Regions from separate parts of the Arabidopsis thaliana genome. Here region 1 is linked to region 2. Evidence: chromatin contacts called from public capture Hi-C data. All regions are on one chromosome and are shown on one strand. The core of a region is the stretch at or near the end of the contact, and the rest is flanking DNA. Distances in the headings are between cores, read along the strand shown.

Region 1 (5,246 bases), core at 928-3,427, 120 kb before region 2:
TAAGCATTCCATAACTCAGCCATAACATAAAACAAACTCATCCACAGATACCATAACTCAGGCAAAACATAAATCTAACTCAGGCATAGATAACATAACTGTGTCATAACATAAACCAATCTCAGCCACACATAACATAACTCAGCCATAAGATAAATCTAACTCAGCCATATCTTAACAGAAACTCAGTCAAACCATAACATAACAACAACTCAGTTAAAACATAAACCAGACTCAGCTATATCAAAACAGAAACTCAGCCATAACATAAACAAACTCAGCCGTCATATAAAAGAAACTCAGTCATCGATGTAAGGTTAAACCATAACTCAGTCACAACATAAAACAAACTCAGACACGGATGAATTGATAAATCATAAATCAGTCGGAAAACAAACAGTAACTCAGCCGTCAAATCAAATAGATCTAAGAAATCAGCCACCATATGTCAATCAACGACGACGTTAAAACCCAGCTTTAAAAACCATCGTTACGCATCGGAAAACGATTTTAGTGACGGGAATCACTTGCGATTGAACTTAGATGTCTGAGTCTTACTTAATAGAAACATACTCACCGGAACTTAGATGTCGGATGTGCCTTCGCACTTACGGAAATGCGACTCCGGCGTCTGAATTTCGGCCGGAACAGACGAGAAAATAGCAAAACGGCGAAAGAGAACGATTTCGTTCCGTCGAGAGAGAAAGAGGAAGAAAGCGACAGTTTTTTTTTTTTTGGGAGATGATGAACAGTAACGCCAAGAAAAAGAAACCCGAACGTTATGCGGTTTGGAGATGATTAATGACGTGGATTATGGTAATGACATGTATAATCACTGTTTTTTCATTTAATTTTTAGTTAAAAACGAATTAAATAATAATAATTAATTAAAACTAATTAGGGGTATTAATTATAATTACACAATTACTGAAAACATCTAAATAATAAAAAAAAGATGTGTTCTATTCTAGGAATAAACATACAAATGTTTTCAATCTTAGGAATTATTTCTTTTATAAATTGCCCAAAACTTCTTTATAGAAACTAAATCCAACGGGAAAAAGATCGGAAATTTCCTTCTTCTATTTATTAACGTTGTTGTACTAAAGGTTGAATTGATAACAAACTCAAGATGAGAAATAACAAGAACAAGTTGAGAAGGATTCAAATTTGTTAAATAAAATTGGGCATTGGGCTTGATGACCTTTCCTCTGAAATCGATAATGGGCATTATCCGAGCCGGACGGACATCAAGTACAAAGCCCAACACCATTAATCTCTTTCAGCTGTACAGAAAAACTCCAGCCCTATCCAAGTTATTGTGATTGGTTGAGTTGGGAATTAGTTGCGAGTTGCGACTCTTTGTTGAACAAAGAAACATAAGACATAAGGAAAAGCAATAATAGTCTGACTTAATTAAGACAATATAAGAATTGAGTAATCTAATAGTGGTGACATATAGATTGAAGAAACCTATGCAAAAGATAGACTATAATTGACAAGGAACCTATACACATATTCAAGAAAACAAAACCTAGATACAGTAGTTACTAATTAACAATAATATTTACCAAAAATAAAACTCTTAGGCTCCGGATACAGTTTGGTCGGAACAATAAGAAAATACTACATGCACAATCTCAACCGTGGTTGGGTAATTCCACGTTATGACGACAAAGCGGACAAGTGTTCCGATTACTCAACCAATTCGAGATACACTCTTTATGGTAATAATGCCGACAAGGAAGCTCTGAGAGCCTCTCATTAGCAGCAAGCTCCTCTCTACATATAGCACAAACCACTAAACCTCTCTCCATCATTTCCTCAGCCGTAAACTCCACCACCGGAAGTTCCTCCCCTGCGTTAAGCCACCGCGTACAAGAGGATGAATTACCGAGAACTAGACCAAAGATTTCATCGTAAGATCCAAACGTGTTGACTCCATGATTGCTCCGTGAATCCAAGTAGTGGAGGTAACGGAGGTATTCGTCGTCAATTAATGTAGTGTCTGCTTCGAAATCTTCTTCGGTCGGAGTTTGGTCTGGTTCGGTGAGGTTTAGAGGAAGATGAAACTCCTCAGCCATTGATTTTTTTTTCCTTTTTCTTTTTGGGTGTAGATGATGATTGTACGAGAATGTGAAGATTGGGTTTTCGAGTATAAGAGAATATTTCGGCTCATATGATCCTTGCATGAGGACAAGATTTGAACACATGTCTTACGAGTGTGTCTCTTTTGTGGCCACGTCATAGAACTATTATAGCACCGACATATCAATAAAACAAAAAAAAATTCACAATTTTAAAAACCGGAATTAAAAAAATCAAAATTTTAGACAACGGTAATAAGAACGGTACATAATTAGAAAATTATATTTTAGAAAAAAAGTAAAAGAGAATGATAAAAGATAAAAATCTCTCTTGTAAAAATATTGGAATATTGTTAGAATATTATATATTTTTTACAATTACTTATATGTTTTGTGTTATTGTGTAATTATAATTAATACTTTTAGTTAGATTTTTTTTAATTAAGATTTTTTTATTATTTTTTTAATTAAAAATAATTAAGGAAATTATATTAATCTATGTCATTAAAAAAAAAAGCCACGTCATTAACGTTATTAAGAAGAACTTTTTGGTTTTCCTCTCTATTATTGTTTTGCAACAAATTTACATGCCACGGCTGAGTTATAATGGTTCACGGAAAACGAAAGATCGAGTAAATCTACTTATTACGACTTAGCTGTTACGATTAGACATATTGTTCATAGCCTTGTTCAAGAACATCTAGCTCAACTTTAACTGATGGCTCAACTCATTCAATCTATAGTCATCGAGTACCAACTTCACAAGCTTGTTGTGCGTTGTTTTCGCATCTATTTGCATAACTCTACACTCTTTATTGTTAGTGTTAAATACAAATTCTTTACTTCATTACCAACAATTACCGTAATCGAATCAATCATATTAGGAGAAAGATGAAAGAAAATGAAGAAGAATGAGGAAGACGATGACGAATTAGAAGTTCCGGTAATGTGAAAAACTCAAGTTAAGAAGACGAATTAAAAAAGGCGTTTCGTATTTTCTTTGATGATGATGACATAAAATGTTGCATCCGACGTTATTTTTTAATTGATGAAGTGGCAAGTAAGCCACCAAACGAACTTGCATAAATAAATCAGCCATCAAACAAAGCTATAAGTCAGTCGCAACATGTCGTTTAATGTCAAAGCTACAGTAATTAAAAAAACAAAAACACGGCAAGTTAATTTAGCCGTTTAATGTCGTAACTCAACAGAAATTTTTTAACTCAGTCGTTTCGTTTTATATGTCGGCCGTAATTGCATGATATTATAATAATTAATCTTTCACTATTAAGTCAGTCGTAACTAGGCTGAGTTATCCGTTAATTCAGCTCATAACGGCTGATTTATGACACTCGAACATAAATTAGCCGTAACGATATCCCACATCTAAATCGTCTTTGATAACTCAGCCAGCCATAAAAAGTTGACTCAGCTGTGTCGAGGGAATAACTTAGCCAAAATTTTGACCAATCAACCATAGGGTAAAAACTCTGCCGTAACTTAGGTTGGGTTATGCTCAAATTCTCATAACTCAGCAAATCTCATTAAGTCAGTCATAACGTAAGCTGAATTATTTCATAACTCAGAAAAATTTCATTAAGTCAGCCATGACTCGAGAGAGAGTTGTACTATAAGTCAGCCGTTTTCTCATAACTCAACCATTTTTTCTTAAATCAGTCGCACCATACCGTAGCTCAGCCATCACTGCCGTTGTAGCGCTTTACGGCTAAGTTCATTGATGTAGGTCAAATTTCCTTAAGATCACTCATTAAATAAGAGATTGTAGTACTTACGGGTCGAATTCCAAAAAGTTCTCGGATCACGCAATAGACTATTGTTTATTAAATTAAACTAAACTAATAGATTACAAAATAAGAAACATAGAAAAGCAATAAATATCAAGATGTAAGTCAGATGGGAAAAAAGTCAGGTTTAGGGTATTCTCAGGAAATAGAGATTAGTAGATCTACTGATAGCTAGGTTGTTATCGAACCATTCTTAAACTCAAACTATAGTATCAGAATAACCGGTGGTGTTCCGTGAAATTAACTATGCTTGGAGCTAAGATTCCCGGTGGCGTGCAGTGAAACCCTATTCCTAAACATGCATGCTAAACGAGTTCGATAAGTTCACCTTAGTAGATAGACCGATTCTTATTACACACCTATTAACCAGGCTCATCAAATAATAGTTTTGATAATAGATACCTATGGCGGGTGTAATACCCCTCACTAAGACTACAAATTGACCGAGGGATGGCTATCGAAGAACCATCAGCCAATATAGAAGAGAATGATTGTTGGCGATGAGCCGAAGTATTCTAGGATACTTTCAAGAGTTTTGATCGAGGGGGTTAACTATTATTAGGCGAACCATGATAGTCCATCCGTCTGTTGTGCGTTGCGTGAAACTCCGTAACGTTATGGCTTACGAAGGTTTGGAGCAGGTCATGCCCGGGCAAGCGCTACATGACGATATAGTATTGAGGGATGTAATCTCTTTTAGACTGTCGTGGTTGTTCAATTTATTGCTTGTGAATCTTGTGTTATTGATTCTTTGAGATTGGGGGTTGGGTTGGGTTATACTATTAGAATCCCGGATTTACTGACTAATGCTAGATTACTCAAGATTCTAAATTTGTTTAAGAGGTAACCTTTGGGAGCGAAGGATGTTAGGCCAACCGGTGTAGTTTGCATTATCTTTGTAAAGATATAGGTTTTGCGTATAGTATGTATAACTTGATATTTTCATTGATAGTAATAAAGCTATGATTTTAGTAAACCCATGTCTCCCATGATATAATTAGTCATGTCCGGACTATCATAACTCGCGTATCGCAGTACGGGTTGCAAAGCCTTAGGCCATGATAGCAAGGTAAACCGATTTCTCGCGGTTGGACGACTTTGGGCGAGCGGTCGTGTTCCATGAATTTGGGTTAGCCGCCTGCGAGAGTCAACTGTGATACTTCCAAATTTGTTCTTGGCCTAGAGCGGTTCAGGGGTGTTATAAGTATGGTATCAGAGCATGGTTAATTGATGCTCGTAAGAGACACGTGTTTTCAATATTTTATCGAGTCAAAGGAGTCACAAAGACAATTAGAAAACCGGTTATGTCCTTAGCATTTAGCTAGATGGGATAGGATTTACCCTTGGATGTTCG
Region 2 (5,142 bases), core at 2,379-4,878:
GTTTTTGGGTTTTAAAGTTTAGGATTCGTTCGGATATTTTAAAATTTTGGGTTCGGGTTCGGATCGGGCTTTTCGGGTCGGGTTCAGTTCAGTTCTTTGGATTCGGGTATTTTGCCCAGGCCTAGTGTTTATTATTGAAATAACCAAAAAATCAGGACTTGATTGATTCTCCTCCTACCAACCGTAAACGCTGCATAAATGACTGCTTAAGAGCATGTTATGCTCGTTATAAGAGAATGGGTGAAGGTCGATCCGTTGGTTTGGAATTTAGAATCTGAAACTATGGAGGAAAATCGATTAGTTTGCCTGCGAGATTCAATGATGTACAAAGAGTTTGCAAGTAAAGTTAAAGAGAAGCTTGGAGTACGAGCCGAAGACGTTGTTTTAGAGATGTCCAATAAAAATCCCTCATAGATGGATCCAATCTACTATTTGTGAAGATCACAAGTCGTGTTTGGCAGAAAAATCCCTCATAAATATATTTTAAATTGTATTTATTTTATGTATTACATATATATTTGATGGGAAAATGTTAAATTGCGTTTTTGGCGAAAAAATATTGAATATCATTTTTGGCGGGAAAATGTTAAATTGCATTTTTGACCGGAAAATGTGAAATCCTTTTTGGCGAGAAAATGTTGAATGTCGTTTTTGGCGGAAAAATGTGAAATCATTTGTTGACGGAAAATTTTGAATCGCGTTATTTGACGGGAAGATGTTAAATTGCGTTTTGGCGGGAAAATGTTGAATGTCGTTTTTGGCGGGAAAATGTTGAATTGCGTTTTGGCGGAAAAATGTTGATTGTCGTTTTTGGCGGAAAATGTTGAATGTCTTTTTTGGCGGGAAAATGTTGAATGTCTTTTTTGCGGTAAACTGTTAAATCGCGGTTTTGGCGAAAAAATGTGAATTTGTTTTTTACGAGAAATGTTGATTCACTTGAAAAAGGACTTAATAAAACCCATGGGTACCCATAACCCAATGAGATAAACCCATATGAGTTTTATTTATTTGGACACCCAGCCCATTTTAAACATGTATTTTTTTTTCAGAAAAAGTAGATCTATGGGCTTAAAATTTTATATGGGTTTTGGGTACCCAGTGGATTTTAACCCATCATTAACATCTCTAATCACGACGTATAAATTTTCATCGAAGAGGTGAACTTCTGCGTCAATGTGATTAAGAAAATAACAGCACGTGAGATTCAACCGCAGAGGAGAGAGAAGCATTGGTTGCACTTTGTTTCAACAAACAATGTTACTATGTTAGAGTCTCTTTTGAGGATAACACAAAACTGAATGACATGATTTTGCATTTGATGAGGAACTTGCGATAGACGCAACAATCCCAAAACAAGTAATCAATATAGAAAAAGAAACAATCAGAGTGTGCTATGTTCCATGGCATAACTATTCAACAAAAAGAACCTATGATTCGCCTTACTTGAATTGCCTATAAATCAGGTGATAAAAGAAAAGGTTTGCTTGAGAAGACTGCTTCAAAAGCTAAAGACGAAGATGGCGATGAACATGATTTTCAAATTATTTCAATTTTAAAACCAGAAATCCCATATAGAGTTAAGTGTAGTGATGCGTCATGGTTTTTACTTCAAAAATTTTACCTAAAAACCACACCTTAACTGCAAGTGCACAGTAATCAGTAATAGTATTTTAGGATTGATCCCACATAGAGTGTAGCTACAGAGTATTGAATTCAGAGAAGAAGATCTATCTAACACAAAACTAAACTTGGAGGTTTTGGTTTTGTGTTTCCTATAACTAATGCAATGAAAGAAAATGAAAACTATGAATGAAACCAAAGTAAAGGTATGAAAGCAGAATGGATATCAGTTGTAAAGTATGAGACTAAGGCGTTGGGTGTTTTAGGGTTTCTCCGGGTATCATGGTTCTCGACTAACTAAGGTTTAGATCTATTTAAGTTTCTATATTTTCGTTCTAGTTCATAACTACGAAAGGCAAATAAACAAATTAGCCTAGGATATAGGTCTCACCGACAAATCTCCCTATAATCTGTTACTCAACTTTCGTAGGCAACAATGCATAGTTCAGTGCATTAAAATTGGATTTGCTAGGTACTCTATGACCGCTCAACAGATTGGATCTTGCTTTTGGCGGAATTTTAAATGATAAAAAGTTATCTTTTCACTTTTACAATTGGGGAAGATGTTGTTTAATACGCAAACTTTTAAAAGGTGGTCATTTAATACGTTAACTTCAAATATGCCCATTTAATACATGTAAAAATTGTTGACCGGCCATTTAATACATGTAAAAATTGTTGACCGGCCATTTAATACATATAAAAATCATTGACCAGACCAAAATCTACACGACGTTATCTAACATTAACAAATTCTGATAACAGTCGTTAACTAATCTCCGTTAGTACCCAATACTGACGTCGTTTTACCATAATCGAAACGGGAAAAACGTCATTTAATACACTAACTTTTAAAACATGGCAGTTTTATACACTAACTTCACATGTGACAATTTTATACATGAACTAAATGTTGACAAGCCGTTTAAGACATGAGAATGTGTTGACCATGCCAAAAAGATATACCACTATCTAAGCCTAAACATTAAGATTTGGGTCAGATTCGGTTTGGATTTATTCTAATTCAGTTAATTCAGATAGGAGAGTTTATTATATGTTAGGATTTTATAACTATTCACTTCAGATAGATGTTAGATTCATATCAGTTTTGGATCCAAATCTAACACCTATCAAAACTGAATAGTTATAAAATCCAAATGGATAATACACTCTCCTACATGAATTATCTGAATCCGATTAAATCCGAACAAAATCCAAACCGAAATCTGAATATCTAGGCCTAGACAGTGATATGTCTTTTTAGTCTGGTCACATATTCTTATATTTAAAATGGCTGATCAACGTTTAGTTCATGTATAAAATGATCACATGTGAATTTGATGTATAAAATATCTACAATTTAAAAGTTGAACAATCAAACGACATTTTTTCCCATTTCGATTGTGGTGAAACAACATTGTATTGAAAACTAACAAAAACTAGTTAACGGTTGTTATCATGTCTGTTAACACCAAATAACATCGTATAAATTTTAACTTGGTCAACGATTTTTACGTAATATAAATGAGTGGTCAATGAATTATACTTATATTAAATTACAATATACGAAATTCACGTACTAAATAACCAGTTTTTATAAGTTCGCGTATCAAACTATATTTTTTCCTTTTACAATTTACGTTTTTTAAGAAACCAGAATTAGAAAACTGTTAATCATGCAACATAAGTAAATTTACCAATACTACATAACATACAAAATAAAATAAAATATCATATGTTTAGTTAAACCAATTACATAATGTTTTTACCTTTATATATAGTATCTTTTTGAGACCATAATTCTCTTCTATTTTATAAACTTTCAAGCATATTATATACAATTCAGAAAATCCTAAACACTGCGTCGATTTTCTCCAAAATCCAATCAGCACCACCTAAGATCAAATAAATAGTCAACATAATACAGTAAATTTGACAATTTAATTTAATCTAATCTCATTTAATTCACCTTTCCTGGATACACACGTACCTCATTATCCAATAAACAAACAAAATCCATTTTTAAAAGATTATAGTGTCGTACACAATCACAATTTCCATCGTCAGCAAAACCAAAATCGTGAGGCCTATAATTTCCCTTCATCTCCAAAATCATTTCTCCTCAAATTTCTTCTTTAGAAGATTAAAAATCTTCTCTCTAATCTCTCCACTCTTTCATAAATATTTTCCTAATTCTTCTACCTTGGTGTCTGATTCTAGCACCAAACCATTTTCTCCTACCAAAATCTGGGTTTCGATCAATTTTAGGTCTTTTGATTCCTACTTGTCTAATCGTGTAAGTTCTGAATCAAAACAGTCAAATTTCATTTCTTCAATCAGAATCCATTTTCTGGGTCAAACCAATTTCGATCAAAATCAATTGGTTTTGAATCAATTTTAGATCTTTTGATTCCTACTTGTCTTAATCACTTGAATCCAAGTTTTGTCTCTTTTTAAGGTTGTAATAAAATTGGTTTTTGTAATAAAATCAATTGGGTTTGGATCAATTTTAGAGCTTTTTGATTCCTACTTGTGTATAATCTTGTAATTTTTGAATCAAAGTTCAAAGTCTTTTTTTCAAACAGTAAAATTTCGTTTTTTAATCAATTTCATCAGAATCCAATTTCTGGGTCAACTTTCGATCAAAATCAACTGGGCTTGAATCAATTTTAGGTTTTTCGATTCCTACTTGTCTAATCAGTTGAATCAAAGTTCGTCTCTTTTAAGGTTCGTTGCTTCAATAATACGTATAAAGATTTATTTTTGTACGATGTCTTATGTTATTTTTGTTCTCTAAATGAATTTTGACAGCTTGCAATTTCAAAGATGACAGTTGTTGGAGATGTTGCTCCAATTCCAAGGAGGAACAGTTCTACTTGCTCTAATGATATCGCTGCTCCGTTATTACCAGAGTGTCATGGAGATGAAGTTGCTCATGATGAATTCAATGGAGCTTCTTTTAGTGGCGCGGTTTTTAACCTCGCCACGACTATAATTGGTGCTGGTATCATGGCTTTGCCTGCTACAATGAAGATTCTTGGACTTGGACTTGGAATCACGATGATTGTTGTTATGGCTTTCTTGACTGATGCGTCGATTGAGTTCTTGCTTAGGTTTAGTAAAGCTGGGAAGAATCGATCTTACGGTGGTTTAATGGGTGGTTCTTTTGGTAATCCTGGAAGGATTTTGCTTCAAGTCGCGGTTTTAGTTAATAACATCGGTGTTTTGATTGTATACATGATCATTATAGGTATTGTTATGTTATCCTCGTCTTTCGAGTTTTTCGATATTATGTTGCCACTGTGTTGTTGAATCTTGTGTTTGTGTTTGAAGGTGATGTGTTGGCTGGAAAGACGGAAGATGGTATCCATCATTTCGGTGTTCTCGAAGGATGGTTTGGTCACCATTGGTGGAATGGAAGAGCTGCTATTCTTCTGATTACTACTCTTGGTGTGTTTGCTCCATTGGCTTGCTTCAAGCGAATCGGTTAGTGTCTGATTCGTTCCTTGTCGTAGATATTTC

Evidence for each region. Capture Hi-C pulls out chosen DNA fragments and counts their contacts.
Region 1: a contact with region 2 is called in a capture Hi-C map of seedling, with 4 times the contacts expected there.

What each region holds. Positions count from the first base shown.
Region 1 is chr3:12,101,271-12,106,516 of TAIR10.1, reverse strand. It overlaps AT3G30460 (RING/U-box superfamily protein), which reads right to left and starts at 2,177. Exons shown (of 1, transcript NM_001339052.1): 1 at 1,406-2,177. The coding sequence starts at 2,084. The coding sequence ends at 1,641.
Region 2 is chr3:11,978,132-11,983,273 of TAIR10.1, reverse strand. AT3G30390 (Transmembrane amino acid transporter family protein) reads left to right here and starts at 3,628. Exons shown (of 6, transcript NM_113938.3): 1 at 3,628-3,916; 2 at 4,432-4,870; 3 at 4,954-5,106. The coding sequence starts at 4,447.